2 separate regions of the Pan troglodytes genome follow, and region 1 is linked to region 2. A link is a contact called in public capture Hi-C data. All regions are on one chromosome and are shown on one strand. Each heading gives the region's core, a stretch centred on a gene start, on an enhancer-like site or on the middle of the called end of the contact. The rest is flanking DNA. Distances are from core to core; before and after follow the strand shown. Region 1 overlaps ANAPC13 (anaphase promoting complex subunit 13). Region 2 has its middle 41 kb from the start of AMOTL2.

What was found. Capture Hi-C pulls out chosen DNA fragments and counts their contacts.
Region 1: a contact with region 2 is called in a capture Hi-C map of stem cell-derived neural stem cells, with 6 times the contacts expected there. The contact joins two enhancer-like sites. A contact is called at or near these places in 1 of 1 datasets of contacts at active chromatin or transcription factors (stem cell-derived excitatory neurons) and 1 of 1 other capture datasets (stem cell-derived neural stem cells).

The regions. Positions count from the first base shown.
Region 1 is chr2:137,711,812-137,719,585 of NHGRI_mPanTro3-v2.0_pri, forward strand. ANAPC13 (anaphase promoting complex subunit 13) reads right to left here. Exons shown (of 3, transcript XM_016941990.4): 3 at 7,367-7,774. Among named protein-coding and RNA genes, the nearest start is that of CEP63, 12 kb to the right of the region's middle. Within about 2 kb of position 3,695, at least 4 of the 24 cell types and tissues checked have an H3K27ac peak or open chromatin away from gene starts, as enhancers often do. A contact at or near this core is called in stem cell-derived neural stem cells, where this site is marked.
Region 2 is chr2:137,571,528-137,578,368 of NHGRI_mPanTro3-v2.0_pri, forward strand. No RefSeq gene overlaps it. Among named protein-coding and RNA genes, the nearest start is that of AMOTL2, 41 kb to the right of the region's middle. Within about 2 kb of position 1,299, at least 5 of the 24 cell types and tissues checked have an H3K27ac peak or open chromatin away from gene starts, as enhancers often do. A contact at or near this core is called in stem cell-derived neural stem cells, where this site is marked.

The DNA.
Region 1 (7,774 bases), core at 2,445-4,944, 140 kb after region 2:
TCTCCTAATTCATGGCTGTTTCCACTGTGTAAAATGATCCCTAAGGATTATCTGCAAGTTATTATTTATATAATAAAATTATTCTTTGCTTGACTTCAGAGTAGCAATGTAAACTTTTTTGAAATACTTATTGTATTACATTGAAAACAATGGCTAATATTTACCAAGTGCTACCATGTGCCAGAAACTTTTCTAAGCACTTTACTTGCATTGTCTCATTTACTCCTTCAAGAAGCCTTTCATGTAAGCAGTATTATCAACCGCATTTTCAATGAGGAAACTGAGGTTCAGAAAGGCAGATAACCTGCTTGGAGATGGACTGGTGTGTTGCTTGGCTGGGTTTTGAACCTAGGTCTTTCTTGCCTCAAAGGTGTGTCCTCTTAGCCATTGTACTTTGAGGCAGCCTACATACGTTTTACTCACATATAATTTTAAGTAAATAACTATTATGTAAAACAGAATGAGATATGAATTTGATGTAAGTTCTACTTTGGAGATAATTGCAATTTGAATGACATAAGAAAACAAGTCCAATGTATAGACTAGGATGTTTAGATAAATGCTTGAATAAGAGCAAGGGAGAGGGCCGGGTGCAGTGGCTCATGCCTGTAATCCCAGCAGTTTGGGAGGCCAAGGCGGGTTGATCATGAAGTCAGGAGACCATCGTGGCTAACACAGTGAAACCCCATCTCTACTAAAAACAGAAAAAAAAAAAAAAATTAGCCAGGCATGGTGGCGAGCGCCTGTAGTCCCAGCTACTCCGGAGGCTGAGGCAGGAGAATGGCGTGAACTTGGGAGGTGGAGCTTGCAGTGAGCTGAGATTGTGCCACTGCACACTCCAGCCTGGGGACAGAGTGAGACTCCGTCTCAAAAAATAAATAAATAAATAAATAAATAAATAAAAGAGCAAGGGAGAAAACACAGTAAGCAAGAGAGAAATAGGAACAAACATGGAGATTGATTGATTGAAAGAGAGAGCCTGGATGAAAGAGGCAGGCAGCAGAGTCAATGCAAGGGAGAGGGACTAGAGCTCCAGCCCTCTCCACTTCTGCCTCCAGCCCTCTCCACTTCTGCCTCGAGTCCATCTGAGACTCTACAAGCCAGCCTGGGACTCATTTTTCTTGCACTCCTGGAGCCCTTGCTGTATGATGCGTGTATGTCTGGACTAAGATCTCAGACTAAAAAATAGGCACCTAATCTCCAGGCCCAGAGGGGAGCAGTAGGGTAAGTGGGGAGAATATCCTTAACATCTGCCCATCCCTGAGAGTAGGGTCTGGGAGGCGAGAGTGGTGACAATGAGGCCAGGAAGAAGAGCCTCATCAGGCAGACCCATGCCTCCTGTCTGTCTGGGCTGAGTAAAGGGAGGCTGCATCAGGTCTTAGTCATTGACAGGTGTCAGGCATCCTCACTGGCCAAGAGGCAGGGATGCATCCACCTCACTCTCACCAGAAGCCCTGCACCATTAGACTGTGTGCCACTTCAAGTGAGTACCATTCTGTGGGCATGGTGGAGGGGAAGAGGGGAACTGCTGGAGACTAAGATGACAGGTGGGGAGGAAGCACGGGCAGAGATGCCAAGAAGGTAGAGGAGATCATGCATGGGCAGAGGAAAACCCCTTTTGCCTTTGGGTGGTGGCAGCACGATAAAGGGGATCTGAGTCACAGGGAAGGCGTGGAATAACTGGGATGGGTCTGTACGTCAACCTCTCCCCTACTTCCTTTGGAGTCATTTGGTTGTTTTCAAATTCTCCACCCTTTGCCTGTCCCCCCCACCACCCCCATCAAATCCGGTTTGTGTGTGGTGTGCGTGTGTTTGTATACACACACAGTTGGCTCTTGGTAAGAATAATATTAGCTGAAAACAGGAAATTGCAATTATCTGACTATTTTTGATGTATAAAAACAGCTTTTTCATATGGTTCAACCCAGTTGGTAACCTAAAATAAAAATCTAGGTGGAAATCCTTATAGTAATGAGCAGAACTAATGAAGGAATGGGGTAACCACTGGTCCCAGCTCTGTAGTTGTGTTTCTCACACCTGCAGCACTCAAGAGGCTCGATTCTGCAACAGCTGCATTGCTGTGACCAGGGTGACAGAGTGCAAGTTCATATAGTAGTTGGCTAAGAGCCAGATGAAATTTAGGCAGGGACATGCCCTGAGATTGGGTGATAACCTCACTTCAAGTTCTGTACCTCTCCTTCCTCCCATGGTCAGTGAGGCTAGTTTTCAGGAGGCAAAAAAGACAGAGGGTTCAGTTGAGCTGAGGAACCGATTTCAGCAACTGCCTAGGAGATCATTCGAGGACCTGAACCCCTGTCAGGACTCTGGCAAGCCCGGGGGTCTGACCCAGCATTCTCCCTGTCGCTCCTCCTGGCCCTGGTTGCTTTTCTGTCACCCCAAAGGCCAACACCCACAGTCCCTTGAATTCTCACTTCTAAGGTGAGGGCATTTGCTGGGTTTAGTCACTGTCCAGCATGGAACCCTGATGGATACCATAGATTCAAGGATCAGCTACCCAATTTATGGGGCCAAGTACCAAATGAAAATGTGGGTTCCTTGTTAAAAAATTATTAACACTTTCAAGACAGCAAAAGCGGAGCATTATACCAAATGCAGGCCCTTTTGAGTGCAGGCCCAGGGCAACTGCCTTGCTTGCATGCCTGAGCAGCTGGTCCAGGCTGGTTCCGGTGCAGAGGCCAGGACCATCCATCATCTGGGCCAGGAAGGCCACAAGGTATGAAGTCCCTTTAGGAGACCACCCAGCTGCCTTTTCAGGCCTGCCACTACCCAGTCTTTCCTCGAGAGCTCACTGATGGCGTATGGCACAGTGAGAGTGAGAAACTGGGGAACAAATATAACTGTGGGTAAAGCGGGGCCAAATCAAGAAAGGAAGCTTTGAAAAACAGTCTTTTCATGGAATTAACCTAAATGCCCACCAATGGCAGACTGAATAAAGAAAATGTGGTACATATACACCATGGAATGCTATGTAGCCATTAAAAAGGAGATCAGGTCCTTTGCAGGAACGTGGATGGAGCTGAAGGCCATTATCCTTAGCAAACTAACGAAGAAACAGAAAGCCAACACTGCATGTTTTCATAAGCGGGGGCTAAATAATGAGAACCAATAGGCACAAACTGGGGAAAAGCAGACACTGCGGCCTACTTGAGGGAGGAGGGTGAAGGAGGGAGGGGATCAGGAGAAATAACTACTGGGTACTAGGCTTAGTACCTGAGTGATGAAATGATCTGTATACCAAACTCCTGTGACAACAGTGTCCCTGTATTAACAAATCTGCACATGAATAAGAGTTTTTGTTTTGTTTTTTTTAAAAAAGAAAAACAGTCTTTCTAGAGCCTAATGGATTATTCCTGGATGATGCCTAAATTATCCAAACAATTTCATGCAAAGATCTGGGAAACAGCTTAATGAAAGAGCCCCAGGCCTGACTATAAGTTGGGGACACAGGTGGGCAAAATTCCTGGTTCCAGACCTCTTTTTCTTTAACCAAAATTTCTGAACTGCCCTCAACTTTTGGGTGCCCTCACTTTGCCCCCGACAAAGCATGAGTGAGGAGCCCACTAGGTGAGCTGCTCAGTCCAAGCCTGGCTGGCCAGAATCCCAGGAAGGCTGTGCTTTCCTCACATAACTGCTAGCTAGCTAGCACTTTGGGCAGCCCAGGTATGCAGAATCACTTTCAAGCGAAAGATCACACGTATTGAGAATCTTCAGCGTTCAGAGCTAACAATCAGCCAGTGATTCAAACTTTCTAAAAGGAATTGAGCGCCCCCTGCTGGGTATTGTAGCATTGACATTAAACTATCCTCTCAAATGCATCAAAATCTGAAACTACAGAGATTTAATCTCGTATAAAATCCAGTGACAACAGGACTCATGGTGACAACATTATATATGAGTTTGATAAAAGGTTGAATCTTTAAATGTTTCATGACTCCCATGCTCCTATTAAAAATGCTTCTAGTTCTTTATCTCAATTTTAGAAACAAGGTACACACTTTAAAGTTCTAAGTATTCTGGTAGGATTTTCTTCCCATGTCACAGAAAGTTTTACAGGAAAGGTAACATGGTCCTGGGAGAGGACATGGGTTTTGGGATCAGACAACCTAGGCTGGAATCCATTTACTATTTGAATGACTTGGAATAAGTCTTTTTTTTTTTTTTTTTTTGATGGAGTCTCACTCTGTCATCCAGGCTGGAGTGCAGTGGCACCGTGTCAGCTCACTACAACCTCTGTTTCCTGGGTTCACATAATTCTCCTGCCTCAGCCTCCCAAGTAGCTGGGATTACAGGCGCCCACCACCATGCCCGGCTAGTTTTTTGTTTGTTTGTTTTTGTTTTTAATATATTCTTAGTAGAGACGGGGTTTCATCATGTTGGCAAGGCTGGTCTCAAACTCCTGACCTCAGGTGATCTGCCCGCCTCAGCCGCCCAAAGTGCTGGGATTACAGGCGTGAGCCACCGTGTCCAGCCTGGAATAAGTCTTTCAACGTTAACTTGGAACAAATCATTTAAGTCACCATCTCCTGATCAATAAGGACAATGCTATCCACCTAAAAGGTGAATGTCAGGGCTGGAACTCATGTGTTTAAAGTGCATAGAAGTGCTTGATTAACCATCATGTCATCGTTATGATACTATTACGATGTGAGTCTAAGTTGGGTTTCAAAGGATGAGCAGCCCCTGGACTCAGACCTTGTTTCCAGAGACTAGGGGCCGTAACTTTAGTCCTGTGTCTAGCTCAGAGATCTAACCCCTGGGTCATGAGGGCAGTGCTCACACTGGGCAAGTCTGGAAAATTCCACCTCGAACAAATATTTCAAGTCCTTCTACTTCTACCTCTATCTTGCCAATCCAAACTACCATCATTTCTCACTTGAGCCAAAGCAAAGCTCTTCTAATTTTTCTTTCCACTTCTATTCTTATCTCCAAAGTGATATATACATATATATATTTAAATCCAATCTGATCAGGCCACTCTCTCTAGTTAGAACCTTTCAATGACTTAGAAAAACTTTTTTTAGCCAGACACCTGCCTACCCACCTTGCTTATAATGCCAGTCCTACCTCCTGGCTTTATGCAGTTAGCTCTCTCTGTAAGCAATCCTCATCTCCCAATTCTTTCCCTTATTACTACTACTCATCCTTTGGGTGTTGGGTCACAAGCTCAAGGAGGGTACAAGAGATAGCACATTTCTTTTTTTCAAAGCAAATTAAGTCCATTTGGCCTCACTCTGCTGCACTGCAAGCAGAAATTAATTCTGTGGTCCCTGGGGTGTCCTTTCCCCTTCTTATGGTCTTGCAAGCATTTAGGACACTCATGAATGACCTGGAAAAATGGGTAAAGACCTCTACTCTTCAGTCTATCTGGGTCGTTGCTATTATCTTCACTGCCAAGTCTGAGGGGGCCCTTGTAGGAGGGGGTTCCAAGCTTGGAGGTCTTTGCCTTTTCTGGAAGACTCAGTGTTGAGGTGCAGGTTTCCTCTGGAGCACCCAACAAACCATGAAACTCTGAAGTTCACCATCTCACTGTGGTACTGAGTGGAACACAGCTTTCCACTACTCCTAAGAGGTTCCTGTCTGCAGACCCTCTTCTCTCCCACCCTCCCCTGCTTCCCAAACAAGGACTAGGGTTATTATTAAGCATGTCCGCTTCCTGCTGTGCACGGGAAGCACACAGGACCTGGTTACTTCCTTGGAGATTGCAAAAAAATTCAGAGAAAAGATTAGTATTTCAAATTATGTGCTATAAAAGCTGCTAATCACAAGGTCTCCCTTGGATTATTCAATATAAATCAGATCCCCTCCAGTCACATTCTCCTATACTGCAGCAGTACTGTTGGTACCCATTCCCCCAGCTACTGTGTATTGGCTGTCAAAGGCTCACAGCTGTGAGAAGAGATTTTAGTTATTCAGTGTTTCCAGAGTTTCAACAAGGGATACGGACACAAGCAGCCGAGGCTGCTTCTTACAGAGTGTCCTCTGGAGAGGCGTGTCACCTGGCAATGCCTGGGAGGTTACGCTGTCACTGGGGGATTGTGGGAGGGGCCAAGCCAATGACTGACCAATTCATACTCAGTACAAAGGCCTAACCCCTTGCCTCAAGGTGAGAAAACTCTTGGCATTGTCATGGGCCAGAAATCCCACTGGATCAGACTGAAGCTAGACTTCAGCTCAAACCACATCTTGGCTCAGCTTCTTTCCCTGCCCTATCCTGTTTACCTTACAGGACTCTTCTGAAAGCACCTCAATAAATCACTTGCACAAGAAATCTCTGCCTCAGGCTTGGCTTCTGGGAACCCAACCTAAGTCACATCTTTTATTTTTCCTTCCTAGCATACGCCCCAAATTGAAATCATGTATTTGTATGGCTAATGGTTTAATGCCTGTCTCCCCGACTAAAGGCTCCATGAAGGGAGAAGCCACACTTACTTTGTTCATTGCTATATTCCCAGTGCCAAGCATGGTGCCTCCCACAGAGAAAAGCAATATGCAGGCTCTAAACTGGAAAGCTGGCAGGAACCAATAGGCCACATAGCCTCTTGGCCTCCCTCTCCAGATACTTTCCTTTTTGGGTGTTTTGGTACAGACAATTGAAGAAAGCTACCCTGTAACAGCAACTTAGCATTTCTTGTGCCCATCATCCTCAAGCCAGTCCTAGACAGAGATTTCAAAGCCCTGGTTGACAAGATCTGACTAGCTCAAATTAGGTCACCTAATTCCTGATACAATGAGCTACAGTTCTGGCACCATAACACAAGTTACGAACTTGCCCAGAGGCTATTCCTGGGGGTGGCGGCAGTTCTCGGATGAGTGTCATAGACACAAACCAACAGCTGTCTTACAGATATCATATTCTGGTTCAGCAGAAATCAAGAATAGCTTTCATATTTTACTGGTCTACTAATATTCCAGGGAAAGGCTAGGCAGGATTCACATGAACATTTGTCAAGTTCTTAGATGTTAGTGTCTCAGAGATTACATACCACAAGTAAGCTGTAAAATCCTCATTTAACAAGAATGTGAAAGAACTGTGGCGTTCTAGGTATTTTAATGTTCTGAAAAGCTTTTTCTCTTGTATAAGTTTTTTTTAATATTGTAAGTCTTTTTTCTATTAGGTTGTCTTTCTTTGCTTATTGAAGGGACTGGTGGCTTGGGGTCTTTATTCTGAAGATAAAAGATTTCTAGGCAGAACTACTGATGCAAAGAGAAGAAATCAGCCTGGATGTATCTGGATTATAGGATAGCTGCTAAAATCATGTTTGTGATTGAAAACCTAAAATAAGCTATTTGTTTTTTCATGTACCTCTTCCTCCTAAAAGCTAAGTAAACAAAAAGACCCAGCATAAAAAGGATGAGAAGAGATTTTAGTTATTCAGTGTTTTCAGAGTTTCAGCAAGGGATACAGATACAAGCAGCTTCTTACAGAGTTTACAATCTGGGGAGAGAACATGAAAGACACTGTTTAACAGGCAAATAATTCCAGGAATAAATATACATGAATGTGTTTTTCAAAATACAGGTTCTTATACAAATGTATAACTAAATACTGATTCCATAGTGGGGTGGTTGTAACTGAAAGGCCTTTGAGAAAAGGCTTTGAATAAAACTAGTCATCCACCTAGCCAAAGATCCTTTCCAGCAGCACAAAAGGAATTTGTAAGGAGAACAGAGATTAACTGTCAGATATCTTTCTAATCTGTAAATTTATCCAAAGTTTGAAAATACCATGAAGAATCTTAGGAATGCCAGTAAC
Region 2 (6,841 bases), core at 49-2,548:
CTCAAAAGCCTTCCAGGATGGACTCTGCCCATCTTTCCAGCTTCCCATTACCCTTGTCTCTTCCCATTTTAGATACCTGAACCCTGGACTTCCAAACTGAGCTTGATGGCTGGGCCTCTGAGTCTTACAGTGTTCTATCTCCTCTAACTGTGATGTCCTTTCTCCCTTGTTTATCTGAAGGACTCCTATTCAACCTTGATAGCGTTTTTAGGGGTCCTTTCCTCTGCGAAACTGTCTTGATCTCTTTGTAAAGGGTTATTCCCACCTTCCTCTCTATCTTGAATCACACATTTAATTGAATCATGCATTTAATCATGCAACTCCCAAAGCCTCCTGTTTCCTTGTCTGTCTCCTTGCTGAGGTGGTCTCTGAGGGCCTGGCACATATCTAATTTAGTTCAGGATCCTGGATTCTTATACAGTAATTGGAATAGGACAAGTGCTCAGCACTAACGAAGATGCAATTGTTATAGCTATCGTTTATGAAGTGCTCTCTGTGCATTACCCATTCAATCCTTACATCCACTCTAAGAGGAAGAAACTTTTGACACACATCTTTTAGGCATGAGAAAACTGAGGCTCAGAGAGGGGAACTCATTTGCCAACAGTAGATAAGTGGAGGAGCAGATTTGAACCCTAGCCTGACTTTTGTCCTAGGCCCTCACCTGCTCATTTCCCACTCTCCTGAGTACAAAGTTGATTCCTCAGCGGGGTGTACAGGTGACCCCTCAGTGGGGTGTACAAGTGGGCCCTGGCCTCACTGAGGTCAGGGGACTCCTGGGCACCAGGTGCAGCAGTACCCTCATGCCCAGCTACAGAGCACCCGATCCTGGGGCTGCCCTTTCAAGGTTATGGTGTTGGAGAGAGGGCTGGGAAACAAGAGAAAGGAGAAAATAGAGTTGAGTCAGATGCCCTGTGGAATTTCTGGCCTTTATTGAATTCCGGGAAGAGAAAAAAAATTGGCTGTGCTTATTCCAAGTATGTCAAGATCATAAGGAGCTCTTTACTGTTTATATGCAAAACTTTCTGGCAGCCAGCACCTGCAAGCAAGAGGCCAGGAATCTGTGAGACCCAGGCACCCTAAGCTGGAGCCCCAGGCTCCACAGAGGGGCAGCTGGGCCAGGCAAAGTGAGAAGGGAAGGGGTGGACCAGACTGTCCTCAAAGCCCCTGCATTTCCTGCAGCAGAATTTCATCCCTGACCCTGGAATGTGGGCGAGCCCTTCTTGCATGGAAAGGGAAGTGAACTGGCTGACTCCCTTTGTCCCTCTGGGCACCCCACTCCTCTCCACACTCATGAATACTTTTTTGGGGGAGGAGCACTGGGCTGTCTAGTAGTAGAGCCTCATTCCTCAGTAGCCCTCTCATCTGAGGAGAGGCCCTGCTGGCTCAGAGCTCTGCAGAAATACATTGAGTTGGTTTCAGAATCCCTGAATCCCCTATGCTACCCCTTGTTCAGGGCAGAAGTCAAAAAAGCAGAAGAGACCCAGATAATAGGTAATGGCATATTTTGGGGGGATGGGGGTGGAAGGACAGTGATAACAACAGCTTCAGGCTTCAGGCTTCCCATTCCCATTCTCTCTGGAATGCTATTTATTTATGCAATCTCAGACGTCTGAGTTGAAAACTGAAAAAAGGCAGTCAATTAGCTCTGTCCGTCCATGAGTTTAAATGTCCATGAATTCAGTCAACAAACATTTGTTCATTCATTAAATGTGTACCCTCGGGCTGGATACGATGCCAGGTGTTGAGTATTTGGAAATAGCTGAGAATGTCGAGACTGATGTTTCTCACTAGGGAGGGGGCACACATGAGAATCACATACTCATGTGGGCCCCTCTCAGGACCCTCCTTCATCCAGCCTGATAATTAAGAGTTTTGGGAAGGGGCCTGGGTATGAGGATTTAGAAAACTCCCCAGCTGATAAGGATACGAAGCTCCGTTTCAGATACATGGACCAGATTGGAAGTCTATTCGTCCAAATGTACCTACAGTGCTATCTCTCTGGGGAGGTGTGGGCATAGTCTCCTGCTTGGATTCATTCATTCGTTCATTCATTCCAGTGGAATTTTTGAGTTCTTGCCAGGTGCCATGCCCTGTTCCAGGCATTGGGTTGCAGACCCTGCCCTCCCGGGGCTCTCGCAAGACACCATTCCCATTCCCTGCAGCGCTCCCGTTTCATTCTCATAAAAGTCCAAGGCCTTACAGTGAGCCAGTGACCAGGCTGGTACCCGCCCGACCTCCTCTCCCCCTACTCCCTTCTGCCCTGCTCTCCCCCTACTCCCTTCTGCCCTGCTCTCCCCCTACTCCCTTCTGCCCTGCTCTCCCCCTACTCCCTTCTGCCCTGCTCTCCCCCTACTCCCTTCTGCCCTGCTCCAGCTGCCTGGCTCCTGCCTGTTCCTCCCACAGGCCTCTGCTAGTTGCTCCTTCTGGAATGCTCCCCACAGAGGTTGCCCCTGCTCACTCAGTTGAGAGCTACAACCTCCCGACTCCCCAGCAATGCTTTACCTGTTCTTAGGCTTCTGTTTCTCTAGCACTTAACACATTATTATTATTATTATTATTATTATTTTTAGATGGAGTCTCACTCTGTTGCCCCAGGTTGGAATACAGTGGCGCGATCTCGGTTCACTGCAACCTCCGCCTCCCGGGTTCAAGCGATTCTTCTGTGTCAGACCCCCTGAGTAGCTGGAATTACAGGCACGCGGCACCATGCCTATTTTTTTTTTTTTTTTTTTTTTTTTGTATTTTTAGTAGAGACGGGGTTTCACCATGTTGGCCAGGCTGGTCTCGAACTCCTGATCTGGTGATCCGCCCATCTCAGCCTCCCAAAGTGCTGAGATTATAGGCGTGAGCCACTGCGCCCGGCCACATTTATCCCCTTTTACATGCTCTGTCATTTTGAGATTTATGAGTCAATTGTTTGCTGTCCTCTACCTCCCCCACCAATCCTCTGGAATGGAAGCCCCTGGACGACAGGGTCTTTGCTTTGATAATGGATGTAGTGCAAGCATCTAGAATAGTGGGTGCTCAATAAATATTTGTTGAATGAATTAAACAAATAATAACACAGGTAAGTGTAAAATTACACCTGTGGGAAGTGCTGGCTACAGAGAATGAGTAAAATTAACTGAGCTCCTCCCAGCTCATCAACTCTATAATTTTTACTTTTGCTTTTCTTTGAAACATCATTCTGTGTTTACAATTATCCAGTGTGGCCAAGACCATTCCATTCTATTTTTGCGATCACTGTGCTTTTCCCACGGCCCTGGCCTCAGGAAAAGAGACTGTGTTGAAGTTGGAGGAGCAGGCTTTGGGGAGCCCGCAGCCCAGGGCTCTCTGGCATCCCCGAGTGAGGCCAGCAGGGGAGGATTGGTGGCCAGTCACGTATTCAGTCAGCACGAGACACTGAGCCTGTTCAGAAGGCTGAGATAATGGGATTTCAGAACAATTGTAAAAATACCTAACATGCCAGCAGGGAGTTAAACAGCAGATTCATGAGATTCTGAGGCTTTTGACCCTTCACGGAAGCCAAGGGAGACAGAATTCCAAGAGCATGTTATAGCATGTTAGGTATTTGGAGGGGGTAGTGCTTGTCATGGGCTGATCACAGCGACCCCATCCCCAGGATCCCAGCAGGGATAGGAAAAGTCACCACTCTGAGGCCAAGGACAACCATATCACAGAATTAGCCCATCAAAGAAAAGATGTGTCAGTTAGAGCCCTGAAGGAAGCCAGTCCTGTCCCAGCCCGGCCCAGAAGGCAGAGATAACAGCAGCCTTAGCCCAGCCATCTGGATCCCTCACAGTCCCAAGGATGGGGTAGGGGCGGCAGATTATTGTGGTCTAATGCTGCCAGTCAGGCCCCTTTCTTCTGTCTCCACACTCTCCTCCAGGCAACTTTTGGCATCTGCCTATTGGGAGTGAAATGAGCATCCAGTATCCTGGTCAGGGTAACCCTGAGGGTTAGTCCCTGGTTTGGCTGAACGTGTCCCTTTCCCAAAAACCAGGGATGGGCTCCAGGAAAGCTGGGATGGAGAGCAGACTGCACTAAGGAAAGAGTGCCATCCTGTGTTCTCTGGAGTAGGGGGGCACCTGCCAGCATTTTCCTGATGCCCCAGCCACTGCTTTGTGCCCCAGAGGCACCACCCTTCTTTAAAGGCACTGGGGACAGTCCCTGGTGAGCAGAAAGGTGGTGGCCACAGATGGCTTAGCTGAGGAGCCTGCAGTGAGCACAGGAACAATGGAAAGAGCCTGGTGCAAGGTTCTCAGCGAGGACAATGTGAGGCTGTCCATAGGAGTTTGCAGGGAAGCAGAGATGACAGAGATGCCAGGCCAAGGAGGCTGCGGGAAGGGTGGCCAAGGCAGGAGGTGGCATGGGCTGTGTCAGAGCTGGCACATTGCAGCAGGAGTGAATTGAGCTCACAGGGAGGAAGAAATGCCTGGAATCCCTTCTGCTGGCAGTGAATCCAGGCTAGAATTGTTTGTGAATTTGATTTAGCCATCCCTGTCTCAAGTACCTTCTATGGTTCTGATAGCCCCAGATCCCAGTCCAAATCCCTCATTGCCTACAAGGCCTCTACCACCAGTACTGATTTCCTTTCTTGGCTTCTTCCAAGCCTCAGGCCCTATGATCCCTGCACTTCCTTTAACCGTGGCTCCTTCCTTTATGCCTTTGCTCTTGTCTTTTGTTCTTTTCCCACCTTTCCTTCACAGTAAAACACTACCACTTCCTGGAAGCCTTCCTGAAACATGCTGGCACCGTTGGTGACCCAGAGCAGCTCTTTCATCTGGGAGTGTCCCTTCTTGAGCCACAGACACATTAACATAGGTGATCCAAGGCCTTAGGTAATATGCATGGAATGAAGAAGTCTTTTGTGAAGGCTGGAGGTCAGGGGAGCTTAGCTTCCCCATTCTCCTTCACCCATGCTCATGTAAACCTCCAATTAAAAGCCAATCTTCCCAAATGCAATCGGAAAATCAAAAAAGGACAGTGCTAAAGTCAACATACAAAGAGCATAGAGCAGGGAGGCCTCCAAAATCCTGTCTCTGACCCTACAGTTCAGACAGCAGGCCCCAGAATAGGCTCCTTGGAGACAGCAGATCCACTGGGGATGAAAGGAGTCCATTCGGGACAAAAGGAGAAAATGCGTCTCTCCATGTTATATAAGCCTTTCATCCACTGTTACATTAAAGATTCTGAAAAGTCCTGCAGAAAAGTGCCTGTTTGTGTAGCGTGTGACACCGATTAACGTTGCCCGAAGCTTTGGCATTGGACAGCCTTGAACCCCCTTCTCCGCTGGTGTGCCCCATGACTTCAGTCAAGTTCCTTGGCTGCTCTGAATCTCAGATGCCTATTTGCAAAATAAGTTATTATGTGGTCAGTGAAAGCAAAGCACTGGTTTGGCTGGGGTCCTGGGAGGACAGGATAGCTCACATAGGACACTCTTGTGGTTCTAACTATGTAGTATGGTCCAGGACTCACAGGACAGAAGCAGGAGTGAGCCATTTGGAGGGCATTATTCTGGGTTGTATACCCAGGACACTGGCAGGAGCCGCATCCCCCTATCCAGCCAATGGACATCTCACTAAAAAGCACCCTGACTGGCAGTAGGCATTTCCTGGAGCCCGTGCTATCCTGGCCACTCTCTCTCCGGGCTCATCTTGTACCACTTGACCCTCCACTCTCTAGCCATGTAGAATGTCTGCTGTCAGCCGGGCGCGGTGGCTCACGCCTGTAATCCCAGCACTTTGGGAGGCCGAGGCAGGCGGATCATGAGGTCAGGAGATCGAGACCATCCTGACCAACATGGTGAAACCCCGTCTCTACTAAAAATACAAAAATTAGCTGGGCATGTGGCGCATGCCTGTAATCCTAGCTACTTGGGAGGCTGAGACAGGAGAATTGTTTGAACCAGGGAGTCGGAGGTTGTGGTGAGCTGAGATCGTGCCACTGCAATCCAGCCTGGTGACAGAGCGAGACTTGTCTCAAAAAAAAAAAAAAAAAAAAAAGAATGTCTGCTGTCCTCCCTGTACCTTCCTGTCCCTCATGTCACCCTGGCTCATCCTCCTTCTAGCCTCACTCTCCTTCTTTAACTGGCCAACTCAACCTGTAGGCCTCAGCTGAGATGGTCTTCCTCTGAGATTTTCTGGCTGCCCCTAGATCACAGGTCTCTGTTCCTGTGGAACCTCTGCTTCCTGCTTCATAAACACCTGCTCCATATATTATCAAATTCTTATCATCTACCTCCAGCCAGCTTGAGCTCCTCCAAGGCAGAGTTGCTGTACCATCTGTGCCCAGCACAATATTAGAGGAGGGGCTAAAAACAATGCTTGGACGTATGATTCTCTGTTCCCTCTTGCCCCCTGGACCTGCTCCTGGTGTCCCCCTCCCTCCCTTCTCCTATGGGGATCTGTAGATTGCATCATCCTTCTGCTGTTGAAAGTAATGAATCACCTCTCGCCAAGTCCCCACGTGGTAAAAAATCTCCCAGGATACAGGAGAAGTGCCATAGATTATGGCTTGGTGTGGTCATAGGGAGCAAGTGAGGGGTGGCAGGGTGCCTGTACAAGCGGGGAAGGGTTAGGGATCCCAGCCCTTATCCTGTGCACAGTTTTGTTTTCTGCCAGCTGGAGCTGTGCAAAGGATTGGCAATGTGGCCCTCACCTGAGGCAGGGCCTGGGAACCTGAGCATCCCTGGAAGATGCTGAGCTGGGCCTTGGTGGGGATGGGGGAGGAGGGGGCTCAGAAGTACAGCCCAATCCAGGCTGTCTGACAAGCAATGGGGACGGGAGAGTCCCGGATAGCTGGTGAGGAGCCAGGGCTCAGGGTGGGCCCTCTCCTT